Regions from separate parts of the Gossypium hirsutum genome. Here region 2 is linked to region 1. The links are chromatin contacts, called in public Hi-C maps. All regions are on one chromosome and are shown on one strand. The core of a region is the stretch at or near the end of the contact, and the rest is flanking DNA. Distances in the headings are between cores, read along the strand shown. Region 1 has its middle 40 kb from the start of LOC107896791. Region 2 holds the start of LOC107896788 (transcription factor bHLH153).

What was found. A called contact is a pair of places that touch in the nucleus more often than the background predicts.
Region 2: a contact with region 1 is called in a Hi-C map of leaf, with 2.8 times the contacts expected there. The contact joins the promoter of LOC107896788 here to the enhancer-like site in region 1. A contact is called at or near these places in 13 of 34 Hi-C or Micro-C datasets (callus, fibers, hypocotyl and 2 more).

The regions. Positions count from the first base shown.
Region 1 is chrA10:81,445,649-81,453,067 of Gossypium_hirsutum_v2.1, forward strand. No RefSeq gene overlaps it. Among protein-coding and RNA genes, the nearest start is that of LOC107896791, 40 kb to the left of the region's middle. Within about 2 kb of position 2,958, at least 9 of the 9 cell types and tissues checked have an H3K27ac peak or open chromatin away from gene starts, as enhancers often do. A contact at or near this core is called in fibers, hypocotyl and leaf, where this site is marked.
Region 2 is chrA10:81,673,456-81,680,874 of Gossypium_hirsutum_v2.1, forward strand. It overlaps LOC107896788 (transcription factor bHLH153), which reads left to right and starts at 2,717. Exons shown (of 5, transcript XM_041078882.1): 1 at 2,717-3,222; 2 at 4,517-4,643; 3 at 5,129-5,194; 4 at 5,926-5,973; 5 at 6,213-6,771. The coding sequence starts at 3,203. The coding sequence ends at 6,365. It overlaps LOC107896787 (BAG-associated GRAM protein 1), which reads right to left. Exons shown (of 19, transcript XM_016822058.2): 19 at 7,024-7,380. The coding sequence ends at 7,225.

The DNA.
Region 1 (7,419 bases), core at 1,708-4,207:
GACCAATGATATATTTGTGTATATTTTTCAACTCTTTAATTAATTTTTTTTATAATAATGTTTAATATACATTGTTACATTTATTCTTTTAAGGTTTTAATTTACTTAGAAATTCTTAAATTTCGACTAGTTAAAAACGTCTCTTTGAATGGACAATGTGTTTATCTATAGTTAGTGTAAAGATAGCAGTAGCGGTGAGATTAGAAATTATAGCGATACTATAACGTGAAAAAAAATAGAGGCTAAACGCACCACACCGAAAGTAAACGTCCATCCACAGGGCCCCTAAATAATGTAGTTAAAAAGAATTACAAACTGATAAAAAAGAAAACCTTTTTTGCTCGGCTAGAAGATAAATTTTATTAAAGGAAACCTCCATAAGAACAAGTCGGTACATGCAAACAACAACCAAAACACCGTCAAGGTGAAACACTCGTGTTGGAAAATATAGACATCACATATATAATAAAGGTAATTACATGTTATTATTTATTATCATAAAATATTAGCCTAATTTAAAAGTGAACTAATTTGGTTAAGGTTTATTGGGCTTTAGTTATTAAATAAAATATGGACTAAATATATGTAGATACTCTAGTAACTAATTTCTAATTAATGATGAGCTGATTAAAAATTAGGTTAATGTGCAAAAGTTATATATTAAAGTTATGGTCCCCAAATTACACATAAGATAACTTTTCTAATATCCCATCTTCAGAAAAGAGAGAGCCGCATTTTCTAAATTTCTTGTGTGCTAATTTGGAAGATCAAAACCCCAAGATCAGTAGATTTGAAAAAATCGATGAATTCAGGTATGCTTTCGCATCTACATTTGTTCTTGATTTGTTCTTGATGATTTGACATGATAAATCTTGGTTTATAGGTTTAAGTTTATATCAAACTTTGTTTTAACGGTTCTAACAAGTGGCATCCAAGCCTTATCATGTTGAATAATTAAGAATAAATTATTTTTTATTATATATAGATTAATTCATTCTTCAAGTTTTATGGATTTGATATAAAACACTTATACACATTAAATCTTTTAGATTTATGTTAAAAGCTTTAAGGTTTAAAATAGAAATTTCACAAAATATAGGGTTGATACGTCGAAACTTTAAGTTTTCCTTTGAAATTGAAATTATTGTTGACCAAACCCACGAAATTTCTACTTTCAATTATTGATTTTGTCTTTTGTGAATTATTATTCATCCATTATGGTTAAAAAATTTGATTTGATTTATAATTATCTTCTATGATTATTTAGATTTAGTGGCTTGAGCTGCTATTTTTTTTATTTGGTTTTGGATTCAGAAATAGATTGCGATTTGCAATTCTAATTTTCTTTTCGGTAATATTTTTTTTGGTTCATTAAGTATTATTTATTTATTTATTGTTTCTTAAGCTTGTTTACAGTAGAATTTTAGAATAATGTCTGATTTTATTTTACATGAACTGAAATTGATTTTAATGGTACGGTTATAAATTTTGATCGAACTGATTTGATGGGTATTGTTTTAATTTATGGGGTATTGGAAATAATAGGAATTGTATTGAAAAAACATTGGGCTCAGAACATGAGTAAAATGGAATAATTCTCTCTGAACTCTGGCAACAATTCTTCTCGTCTGGTAATAGATGATGGTGATGGGTCTCGGGCGGATGTGGACCATAATACAAAGAAAGGCTGTTTTAAAGAAGGAAATGGTGAGGAAGATACTGACGTGATGGTTGAATCTGGATCGAGTCCAAAGATATCCTGGAAGGATAAACTTCTGGGATTAATCCTGAAGCGATTGATAAAGAAGAGTTGGGTTCTCCTAGTGTCGATGCTGATGATGATCTTGAATTTATAGAATGAGACATCCACAGATCTATCGTCAAAGGAATTCCTGACATTGATTTCTCATAAAGGATTCAAAAAATACTGTTCCAACAAATGTAACTCACGGTAGTCATTAAACTACTTGGAAGAAACATAGGGTACGGGGCCCTTAATAATCAAATTAGTAGCCTTTGAAATCCTACCAAGCCATTCCATCTCATAGACATTTAGAATGGATATTATCTGGCTAAATTTCAATCCACGGATGATTATACTAAAGTATTATCGCAAGGGCCTTGGCTGATTTATGGTCAATATTTGATAGTTCAAGCCTAGACAAAAAATTTCAGCCCCTTACAACCTTACCCGAGCATGGTGTTGGCATGGATAAGGTTACCAGGTCTTCCAGGTTTTTTATACAAGAAGAAAATTATTGAAGAAATTGGAGGTACGATTAGGAAATTAGTTCGGTTGGATTTCAATACCGATAGCAGGATTAGAGGCCGGTTCGCCAGGATGGCTGTCTGCATCAACTTGGACAAGCATTTGATTGCTCGAGCCCTCGTGAACGGCAGAAATCAGAGAGTCTAATATGAAGCGTTGCCGACCATTTGCTTCTCTTGCGGGAAGTACGGCCATACCAAGGAATTATGTGCTTTGATGCAATCAGATTCTGGCCTAGAGAAGGAGCAGGAGAATGGTACTTCGACGGAGACGAGGAAAAGAGGAAAATTCTTGGATTACAGACCATGGATGGTGGTTGAGAGGAAAAATCAGCAAAACCCTCGGAGTGATATTCTAATTAGAGCGGATATTAAGGGAAAAGGCAAATTGGGTTCCCATTTTGGTGCTTCGGCTAATATGGAAGGTTTGGAGGATTTGGAAAAAGAGCATAATAAGGGAGCTGAGGGAGAGTTGGCCGCTTTTCAGGGGAGATTGAAGGCTGGAGATTTTGTTGAAGAACAAAGACATAAATATCGGGGTAGCCCTAATTTTAATAATAGTATGCGGCTTGGAGGAGATAATTTGGGGTGTTGAGTCTATTAATTTACCTTTGGCTGACCAAGGAGTTAATGGGTCAGTGGGCTGGTCTTCTGATGTGGGGGTTTCAGTTATTGGAGCTGAAGATCCATCTTTTAGCAAGCAAATAAACGATCCTAACAGAATTAATCTGTCCCAAGCCATTAATAGAGTGGGCCCAATCTGCACAAACGCAAGCCATATTTCGACAGACCTAGGGAGTTCTTCTAAGTCCTCATCTGTTTCTGTTCTTAAGACTACGGATGGAAATGTTTTTTATAAAACACATTCTTCTAATTTTAATTCAACACCCATTAATATTTCGTGTCCTAATCCTATTTTTGTTGACCAGGGGGCGAATTTAAATGTGGATTCTGCTTTGACTCCCAAACCTGCTTCTTCGGTGCCAAAGTCGATTGAAGTGCAGGTTATCAATTATTCTGATGACTTAAGTCCCACTGAGCATATTGTTGTTTCTTTTAAAGAAAAAGGATCACCTGATGGTGTCAATTTGGAAAAGGCCCCACTGCAAAATTCTGGTGCTAGCAAGACTTGGAATACGGGGAAAATAATTGAGGGTAAAGAAGGGAGTTTTCAGGCCACTAGGAAAATTAATAAAATCCCTCATGAGAAAGGGAATAATATTAAATTAAAAATTCTTCCAAATTTTCTTTGAGTGACTCTATGGCAGGTTGGCTCAGTCTGTTACCACCTTTCATAGTGCTGACCCTGATGTTTGTAACAACCTATTTTAGTGAAATCAGAATAATGCTTTCGGAATCACAAATTCGAGTCGAAAATAAAATTTATTTTTATTTTATTACATGGTCCATATTATGTTAGAAATGTTATGTGAAAATTTTGATAAGAAAATTTTACCGATAATGTTCTTAATTACGGGAAAGACCAAATCGCATAAAATGCAAAAGTTGAATTCTAGTGGCTAGAAGATTAAATAGCTATGGAATTTGAAACTTGAGGTCCTTATATGGTAATTAGGCCATTAATAAAAAGTTAGTAGATATTTTTGGATGATTCATCCATGGAAAATTAGAAAAAGGCTAAGGACTAAATCAGAAATCAAAATTATTAAAGATGATAAATTAATTAAATAGAAATAAAAATCATTTTTATCATCTTCTTCCTCAAAATATTCCATGGAAACCCTAGGAGAGAGAGAAGAAATTTTCTTGGCCAAATTGGGTAAGTTTTCTTGTCCTGTTTTTAGTAATTTTGATATTTTTGAAATCGGGATAGCTTAATCTATCTATTTGGGGGATTAATTTGAAAAGTTATCAAAGTATGGAAATTAGGTTATAGATGAATATGCTGAAAATTTAAAATTTATGGTAGAAAACGAAAAGTTGTTGATAGATAAACAACTTTTACAAAGTGATTTTTGATGAAAACATGATTTAGGTACTAAAATGTAAAGTTGTGAAAATTGAAGAAAAATTCTAAATTTGATAGAAAATATGTGCTGTAAATTCTACATTTTATGGAAATCAGGTTATGAATGAATATGCTAAAAATTTAAAATTTATGGTAGAAAATGAAAGGTTGTTGATAGATAAATAATTTTTACAAAGTGATTTTTGATGAAAATATGGTTTAGGTACTAAAATGTAAAGTTGTGAAAATTAAAGAAAAAATTCTAAATTTTATAGAAAATATGTGCTGTAAATTCTACATTGAAATTTCGGTTAGGCTTGGAATAGGGAGTAAATTGCACAAATTTCATTTTCCGAGCCTAGGGACAACTGGAATTTATGGAAAAGTTAGGGGCAAAATAGTAATTTTATCGAGGATGTAAATTGATTCCAAATGAATATAAGATGTTTGAATTTGATGTTAAATTTACTCATATAGATCTGGACAGACCAAATTCGGAGCTAGAATGAGGAAAAGAGGAAAATTTCGGATTAGTAGATTTTACGTACACGAACATTTGTCGAGGTAAGTTCGTGTAACTAAATAGTGTATATTTATATGCTTGAATTAAATGTTGTGTTTGTGAATTGTATAAATATCATGTATATATATATATGACATTGAAAATATATCTGACAAAGTCCGATCAACGATAATGCCTGAAAAATGATAAATGATAAAAATATTACTTTTATTCTTGAAATGAATGTGGAATGTGTTTATTTGAATTATATGAATGTTATGGATGTATGAAATAATCACATGCCCGATAATGCTTGAAAAAGTTTAAATCTCGGTTGAATAAATGGAAAATCGATGGATATGTGATTTTTCGAAATGAATGGGGTCCTGCATTTGTTGCTGACGGGATTTAGCTCGGACGAGTAATCCTTTTGACCTCATTATAGAAAGGATTTAGCCCGGACGGGTAATCCTGATATAAGTCCTCTCGAGCATATGTTATGGATTGGATTTAGCTCGGATAGGTGATCCAAATCAAGCTCCTTAGAGCATATGTCATAAAAAGGATTTAGCCTGGATTGGTAATCCTGTTGTATACATGTGTGGCTCGAGAGTGTACTCTTTGAAATAGTACCTTATGGGTACCATTGAATATGAATTGACGAATCCTGATTTGTACACCTTGAGTGTACTACCTACGTATCCATCGATATTTCAAATAAATTCAATGGGTGACAATTCCAGACATGAGAAGATACGAATAATAAAATGAGTTATTACACGTATCTGTCTGAAATACAAGAAAATGATGATACATGATAAGTGATATATGAAAATATGAGATGATGATATTTGTACATGGAAATTGTCTGATGAGAACGTTCATCTTATTCATCTTTGATTATAGACTTGTACACCTTGAGTGTACTACTACTCGTGTGACCGTGATGTTTCGAATGATATGAGTAAAGTTTTGACATGAAATAATCTGAACTCGAGATGAACTATTATGAAATTATACTTGTAATATAAAGAGATGATTTATACATGTTAAATGAATACATGTTGTGGAAAACGTATGTGCATGGAAACTTGATTGTTGTTGAGCCCATATATGTTTGGATGTTATTATGGAATATATGACTGACAAGGGCAATGAGGATATGTGTAGGGCTTGAGGTCAAATTGATTGGATATGTCTTACATAGTTACCTCAAAATAGAAGGAATGGTAAATTAAGTACCATGTTATACGAACTTTCTAAGCATTTTATGCTTACTTAGTTTTATTTCCCTATTTTAAAGTAAATCGAAAGCTCGTTGGATTGGAAGCTTGGCAGATATCACTCATACTATCCATCGGTCCATGTCGGTACAATATGGTAAAGCAATTATGGTTATAATGGCATGTATAGTTTATATTGGCATGTAAATGATAATGATGTTTGTAACCTAGCTATTGGAATGGCTAGTAATGGCATGTTTAGATGTACTTGTAATGTCATATTATGGTAGTTTCAAAATGTTAAGTAGTTGATCAAATTATGTCTAACATGTGGACTAAACTAAGGTAAGATTGTGAACATGTATGAATGTAATGATGTGCCATATGAATGATGGAATTTGCTTAATTTGAATGCTTGAATTGGTTGGTTTATGGATGTGAGTTTTAGTGCAGGACACGGGTGTGATTTTGAGTGAGAAATGAAGCTAGAAATGACTTTACTTTTTCCACAAGGGCGTGTGTCTAGACCATGTGCGACACGCAACTGGGTACATGGGTGTGTAGTTAGGCCGTGTGTCCCCTGCCGTGTGTGCTACACAGGCAGAGACATGGGCGTGTGTCTTGGCCATGTGAAACCTGCACCTAATTACAAAAGAATTTAATTAACCACATCGCCTAGCACACTAGCGTCTGGCATGGCCGTGCGTGTGCACAAGTCAGAGAGTTACACGAGGTCGAACACGGCCTGCAGCATGGGTGTGTCCTAGGGTCACATGGGCGTGACCCTTGGACCACATGGGCGTGCGAGCCCTGTAACTTGGAAAAATTTTGAAAATTCACGAAAAATTTTTAGTGATTCCGATTAAGTCCCAATTCGATTCCAATGCTCATATTAGGCCTCGAGGGTCCATTTAAGGGACGATATGAATAATCTCAGTTAATGAATAGTAGTTTAGTGAATTATCTGAAAAATATTCTGAAATTTTTGGTAATGCTCTATAACCCTGTTTCGGCGACGAATATGGGTTTAGGGGTGTTACAATGCTGGTGATATTAGTGTTGGTAAAAGAATTTAAATTTACCTAGTAATATTCTAGTTTGATAGATTTTTTTTTCTTATTATTTCTATCTTCTTGTCTATTTTTTATGGATTCTAATCTTTCAATTTTTTTCTTGGAATTGCCAAGGTTGTGCGAGTAGTAAATTTCTCCGTGCTTTTAGTGAGTATAATTTAGAGCATAAACCAGATATTGTGTGTTTTTTGGAGCCCAGAGTTAGTGGTAAAAAAGGTAATTCTATCATTGATAAATTGAGTTTTGACTTTTCTCATCGCATTGAATCTATTGGTTTTTAAGGTGGCATATGGGTTGGTTGGAAGGACTATAATTCCATTAATATTATTCATAATCATCCCTAGTTCATGCTTTTACATATTCAGGACAATAATTTTTATAATT
Region 2 (7,419 bases), core at 1,467-3,966, 230 kb after region 1:
CATTTTTAAAAGTTTTTAGTACTATTTGTGAAATATTTTAACTCGAATGATAATGCACGAAATAATTATCCACAAAATAATATACTCTCAAAAGAAAAAAAAACATATGATACACATCCATGATTAGGGTGAAAACAATATTATAAACCATGGGTTGTTGAATCTAAAAAAACTTTATTGACGGTGTATCAAATAATTACCACATAATAATCAAACTATTATATTTCATATTCTATTCATATAAACCATGAAACATTACGTTTGAAAGAAATTGTAAATATCCAACTACTTGTTCGATGTAAACAACTTTTGACCATTAAATATATGAATAATATTTGGTACACTACTAGTGGAGTTTTTAAACTTTACAAGTAGAGTTAAGAGGTTAACAAGTGACATGTAAGGATACAATAAAATATTAAAAAAAGACACATAACAATTTTTTAAGATTGCTTGTGAAATAAAAAAAAGTACACTGCCAGTGTACTAAATACTAACCCTTAAATATGATAAAATATTTAGTACATGTTAGAGGAGTTTTTAGACTTTACAAGCCAAGTTAGGAGTTAACAAATGTTCTATAAATGTATAGTAAAATATTAAAAAATAAATATTTTTCAAAAAGAGACACATGTCTAATTTTTTAAAACTGCTAATGAAATAAAAAAAATTCATTTCTAATGTACTAAATACTCACCCTTAAATATAAGAGTAATTATTCTGTCCACTACTAGTGGAGCAAAAACTTTACAAGTAGGTCTAAGATGATACCAAATGTTATTTTTAATTATTTAATTATAATTTTATTACACCTTAAAAAATGAATGACATCAACTTAAATTCATTTGTGAATTTATTTTATTTTATTTTATTAACATTGTATAGAACTATAATCCTAAATATATATTAAAAAATACATTATTCTTCATCAATATGATAGATATCAAATTTTACATACATCTTATTTTAATAAAATCAACCATGGAATACTTAAAAAATAAAAAGTTACATATATTTATTTAAGGTTATCAACACTGTAGATCATAACTTTCCCTATTATATATTTTGAATGAAAAATTATTTTTCCCAAATTCTGTAATTAGTTTTTACTAATAGACAATTTTAGCCACAAATATTTAGGGTACTTAATTAAAAAAAATTTAAAAATATTGCTTTTGTGATTTTCTCTATTAACTTAGCAACTATAAAAAGAAATATAACTCATTTTGAATACCGTAAGAGTAAAAAATAATAATAGCTTGATAATTGAGTGTTTAATTGATTAGTATAAGTATTGTTATCAATATAAGAAGACATAAATTTGAGTGTATTGAATAGCATTATCCTCTTATTTATAAATTAAAGAAAAATTATAAGTAATTTTAAATATTATATCAAAAAATATATATAATTACAACCTATAATAAATTTGTTAAAATAAATAAATAAATAAACCACTTATCGCGCATGAAATATCTAAACTTGCTCTCAAAAAAAAAAAATACTAAACTTTATTCAAACTTCGTTAACAGACAAAAGTCGAAACCGTGTGGGTCCCACCCATATCCCCCTTTAGACCAAATCCTCGTAGACTTTTTTGCGCACGGTCGAACTGCATGCTGGGCCCTACTTACCCCACCCCCTCAACATTTTCTCTCCCCATGTTTCACTTCAGGATCGTGAACACCACGCTCTTGATGTATGACTGCCGCGTGTGGATAATCCACATTAGAAGATTTGAGAATAAGGCGAGTTTGATTGGAGCGTGACAGAGAGGAATAGCCAAACGAGGAGTGGGACCCACCTTCTCAGGAAAACCGCCCACCTGAATATGGAAACTGCTCTGACAAGGATATACCGTCGAATTTAAAAACGCAACACGTATATGTATATTTTTCTTTTTCTTTTTATAAAAGTATTTAATTTAACACAATATGCATATATTTAGTTTGATTCACTCAATTATTGGATAAAATTTTTGTTCCTTCTTAATTTTATCATTTAAATCATAATGTATTTGTCTCTAATGGAGTGAGGGGCTGGCAAAATTATTATTTTTTATTTAAGCCTAAAAATTTAAATTAATAATAAAATTATATTTTAACCTCTAAAACTGATAAAAATTAATTTAATCTTTAAAAAATTATAAAAATATGAACTATTAAAATAACTAAATTATATTTTTATCATTATAAAAATATACAAATTAATTTTGACCTAAAAATAATTTTCTAATTTTGCCGATGTTTATCTCGTCTGTTTTTTGTTTTATATAATTTTCCTTGTATGTTAAAAAATGATTTAATAGAAGTTTTACTTTCGTAAATTACAAAAAAAGGAAAAATGGTGGAAGGCCAAATGTTTTTGGTATTACCTTGTTTGGACGTAATTAGGTATAATAAAAAATGAAATGGTAAAATTTATTTGGTGAATATGTGATATTATATTATATCAATTATTGAGATTATATTGGTGATTAAACAAAGAAGAAATGATGAAAAGGCAGGCCAGCTAAGTTTGACAAGAGACAGAGGAAGGAAAAAGTGGAGAGATTTCATAAGTCACTTTCAACCTGATTAGCAAATAAAATAATTAAATTAAAAAATTGGACAATAAATCTAAGGTTAAATCAACTACTCTTCTTATCTATGTATGGTGCTGTGTCACTTTGCATGGTTGGATATTAGCTGTCAAATAAGAAAACAATGAACAAATTATTCATTTTTATTTTTTATTCATTCCCCTCCCAAAACCTTATAAAAACGTACTTAACTCTCACTGACAAACCCCATTTCTTCCACTCTTCCTCACTTTCTTTAAGCCTTCACCAGTGTTTAGGTTTAAAATTTGCAGATTTTGAACTAAAAGGATTTTGATTGTTCCTTAAAGTTTTCACCTTGTTTAGATGTAAACAAACTGACATGTTTTTGGCAATAAAGGTCCAGTCTTTTTAGTCCCACAAAGAAGATTGCTGTTCTTTTTAATGTTTTGTTGAAGAAAAGTAGGAAAAAAAAAAGGACAAAGAAAAAGAAAAGAGCTGGCTTTCGGACTTTGGGGTGTTGATAGTTTGGTTGAAGAAAGTGAAAACACTGAAGCAGAAAGCTTTTTACTTTGGGGAATTTTTCCCTTGTTGAATTTGGGTATTGAAAGTTTTCAAGTTATAGTACAAGGCTTGAGATTTTTGCTTTTAGCTCTTTGGCCAATGCAAACTTTATGTTCTTGGTGAGTTTGCTCAAATCCTATCCTAGTTATTTTGCTTTAAAGCAGCTTTGTTTGTAGTGTTAATTCAATATATACGATATGTATTGCATACATACATACATACATTAGCTATTAGCTATCTTATTTTGGGGTTTTTCTTTTTTGTATTTAATACTACTCTGTTTTTTCATGAAATTGGAGTTCTTGCTTTTGAGTGTAAGCATACTATTTCTTTGTATCATTTGTAGTATACTTGAATGTTACCTTGAAAATTATTTGTTTAATCATAGTTCTTTTAAGTGGCATAATGTTTGATTGGTATCATTAAGTTATCAATTCAAAATGCAAATTGGATTTATTTATGGTTCATCCATGCATGGGAAATTTTTCCATAAACTGGTCCCACAAAAAATCATTCTTTAGATAATCAGGGGTTTCTATTTATTTATACTATGACTACTTAACTGAAGCTTGATGCTTTTTCCACCGTTTGATTGTCGTGTATGGAATCAAATGATGTCACTGGTTCGTTTGTAAGTTTTTGTCTGTGACATATTGCTTCTGTTTTTGACTTATTCCATGAATTATTTAATTAACATTTTTTGTATTTTTCCCAATTTTATTTGCTTTTTTTTCATTGATTCATGCAACTATTGTCTGTTTGTAAACCGACAGTTAATACATAATTATTGTTTTAAATTATGTTATGATTAAATTAATGGATGAGATGTTTATAAAATTTTGTTTCTATTGACATATAAATGCATGATTATCCTCTGACCAAAGAAAGGAAAATTTTTTTCCCCAGTATTCAAATAATGTAAGGGTGTCTGATGTAAATTATATGAAATTTGTTTTTTTTTTTAATTATGTACTGAGAATGAAATTTAAGTTCATTGTTATTCTTCAAATTGGATATATCCTACCATGGATTCTTCTCTGACTAAAATTTAATAGTCCACTATGAGTGTTTAGACTATGAGTGCCCAGATACGGATATATTGAAATCTTTTTTTTTTCGAGATTTTCATATATTTCGAGGGTTTTATTGCATTTAGGTTTGCTTTATATATGGATGATTCCGTGTTAAAATAGTTGAATGTAGATGATTTCAAAGAACACAATTGTTGATTAGATGATCGTTTACTTTTGTGATGAATGTTGTTAGATAATCGCGGTCTTTAAGTCTAGTTAACTTACTGTCTGTAATATCTTCAATGATCCTTTTCATTGCTGTTCAGCTTTAGATTATTTTCGTTGGTTGCATGGTGCTATTCCAGTGTGTGATTCTTTTTTTCCCCTCACTTTTTTGAAGCAGTGAAAACGGGATAGAGGTCAGAACGATGATGGAAAACAAAAGGAGCCCTTGCTCTGTTGATCATAGCAGTTTCACTCCTTTGGCGTCGAAGCGACAGAAGTCCGACTTATTGATCTCGACAAAGGTTTTCAGCTGCCTTTACTCCCTTTTATGTCTCCTCTATATTTATTTCATAGCTATACTAAGGAATCCCTCCAGTGCTCGAAAAATGATGGGATAGTCATTTCAGTTTGATTATAGTTTAATCTCCATTAGCTGGGGTTGGCTACATGTAACTTTCCTTGATTTACAGTGTTTCACTTTAATTAGCAGATCGACTCATCTGTTATATTTTTTTCCTTTTCTAATTTGTGCTGAAAACCTATACAAACTTTTAGAGGAAAATAGCAAGGTGATGGTAACCTTTTCTTGGAACCAGATGTATAATTTATATTGGCATGGTGTGAAATATGTTCTTTAACTTGTTTTAGGGGTTATATTCCTGAATGTTGTTCAGAATGCATCTTCAGCCATTACTTATTTTCATTTACGGGCAATTCTGGTTTGGTTTCTAGAAATTCAGATTTGATCTCTTTATGTATAATCTTAATTTATTCTTTCTGGCAATAGGATAGGAAAGATAAGGTCGGTGAACGCATTGTCACTCTGCAGCAGCTAGTTTCGCCATACGGGAAGGTATTTTGGCAATTAATTTTTCACATTGGAAAAAGCAGCAATACATTTATGGTGCTAGCATAAAATTCGAAATTTATAGCTTAGTCGGTTGATTCTGGTGGAGATTGGCTTGAGGTCAAGTCCAATATGTTGTTATCGGTTAAAAACTTGAATCCTGACACCACATTGGTTGTATTTTAGTGTTTACTATGGCTTGAATGAAGTCGTCTTTCAGCATAAAGTTGCCGATCTTGCTATGATTTTGAAGCTCTATTTGGTTCATTGCAGACAGATACAGCTTCTGTCCTCCTGCAGGCAATGGAGTACATACAGTTTCTTCATGAACAAGTTAAGGTCGGTTTTTCTTTTCCGTATTAGTTGGTATTAGTTGCAACTTCTAAATGCATGCTTCTGAAGATCAGCAATTGAAATTTCAATGAATACACCACCTATTTAAACATGAACCTAGGGAGATTTGACAGTTGTGGTCTCGGTCTGGAATCAAGCTTTGAACAATTTCAGCCTAGGTTTTAAGAGATTCAAGCTTTGACTGACTTAAAAATGTCTCCGGGGGAGGTTTTGGCTGTGCAGTTGGTCTTACCTCTTCTTTCGGACTTGGCAATTTTCAAAAGGGAAACAAAAATGACTATCAAAGAAAACAAAAGGCGGGAGTGAAAACGAAATAATTGCTTTTAACTTTTTCATTTTAAAGGTCATTATAGCATTTTTAATGGATATAACTGTGGTTTCAGGTTTTGAGTGCTCCGTATCTTCAAACCTCACCGACAAATAATATGCAGGTGAGCATTAAACCGGCCCAGGTACAGAAAGAAGATTAATTATGCCTTGAACTGCTCCTTACTTGGGTTTACTTCTCATGTTAAAAACACTAGTCATCCCTATTTATGGAACTGATTTTAGTTCGATGTCTGTTTTTGGAACACCTTTTATGTAGAAATACACAATAACAGTATTGATTAGGGAACCATAGTTCAGAAGTTATGGTTGGATTTTAAATGGCTGTTTCTTGTGCTAGCAGGAGCAAGAGCATTATAGCCTTAGAAGCCAAGGTTTATGTCTTGTTCCACTCTCGTATACCATGGGAGTTGTTCATAGCAATGGTGCTGATATTTGGGCTCCCATCAAGACCGCTTCACCAAAATTTGACAAGCCTTTCACACAATTCAATTGACATATTTTCCTTCATCGGTGACCGGTAGGCTTTGAACGTTTCACTGGAACCGGTTTTAAAGGTAACCAACTTAAATCTTGAATGCACAAAATTTTCCTAATCAGATGCAAAATTTATAGCACAAGGCACTGAGATAGGATGTTAGTATCGAGAAACTAGTAGGATTGTGTATCCAGAAATGCAGTCCTGTGCCTACTTAGTTTTAAGCCAGTGATCTGCATTTAATCTTATATTGAATTTATAGAAATTAATTGATCTCTCCTTAATCATGTATTGTAAAATGTAAATTGATGAACATGAGTTGATTAACCACTTTTAACATGTATGGCGCTCGAATATATACGGAATAATGTACCAGTCACTAAATTAAATGTTTAGCTTATTTCACGACGTATTTATTTTGGTATCCGAGGGAATTATTCTTGTTACTTAAATGTGAAAATCGAAGTTCTGTATAGATTGGAGTTGTCGTTGGTGCTCATAGGTCAAAGTTTCACCTTTGAACATTTTGGTCATTGCTCCTCACATTCACACTTGAAGATGGTTTAAAGATTTTTCTTTTTGTTAAAGATCATAACAGTGAACAGCAAACGATACTACTAATTAACAATTGACGAAAAAATTTATGCAAGTTCTGTATTTTCATTTACATGCCATTAGCCTATTAAACGGAAAAAATGCCTATTACAATAAAATTCTCTGTTACTTTCCTTCCCAGTAAACCGTTTTGAGTTGCGTTATAAATCTATGCCTTTTCCCAAAAAACCCTCATACCTATGCATATGACTAACATTTCCATATTGAAAACACACACAAAAGGACATTATACAATAAAATTGGAGGAGATTAATTACACGAGTTAGCCGAAATCGTCTGTTATGAGTGGTGACGACACGTTATTGGTCTCACCTCTGGAAGTACGTGACTTGTTCATGTTATTGGTCTCACCTCCGGAAGTACGTGACTTGATATATGAACGGGCAACATTTAACATTGTCTCCATCTCTTTCTTGTACTGCACAAAGATGGCAAAAGGAGAACTTGAGACTAATAC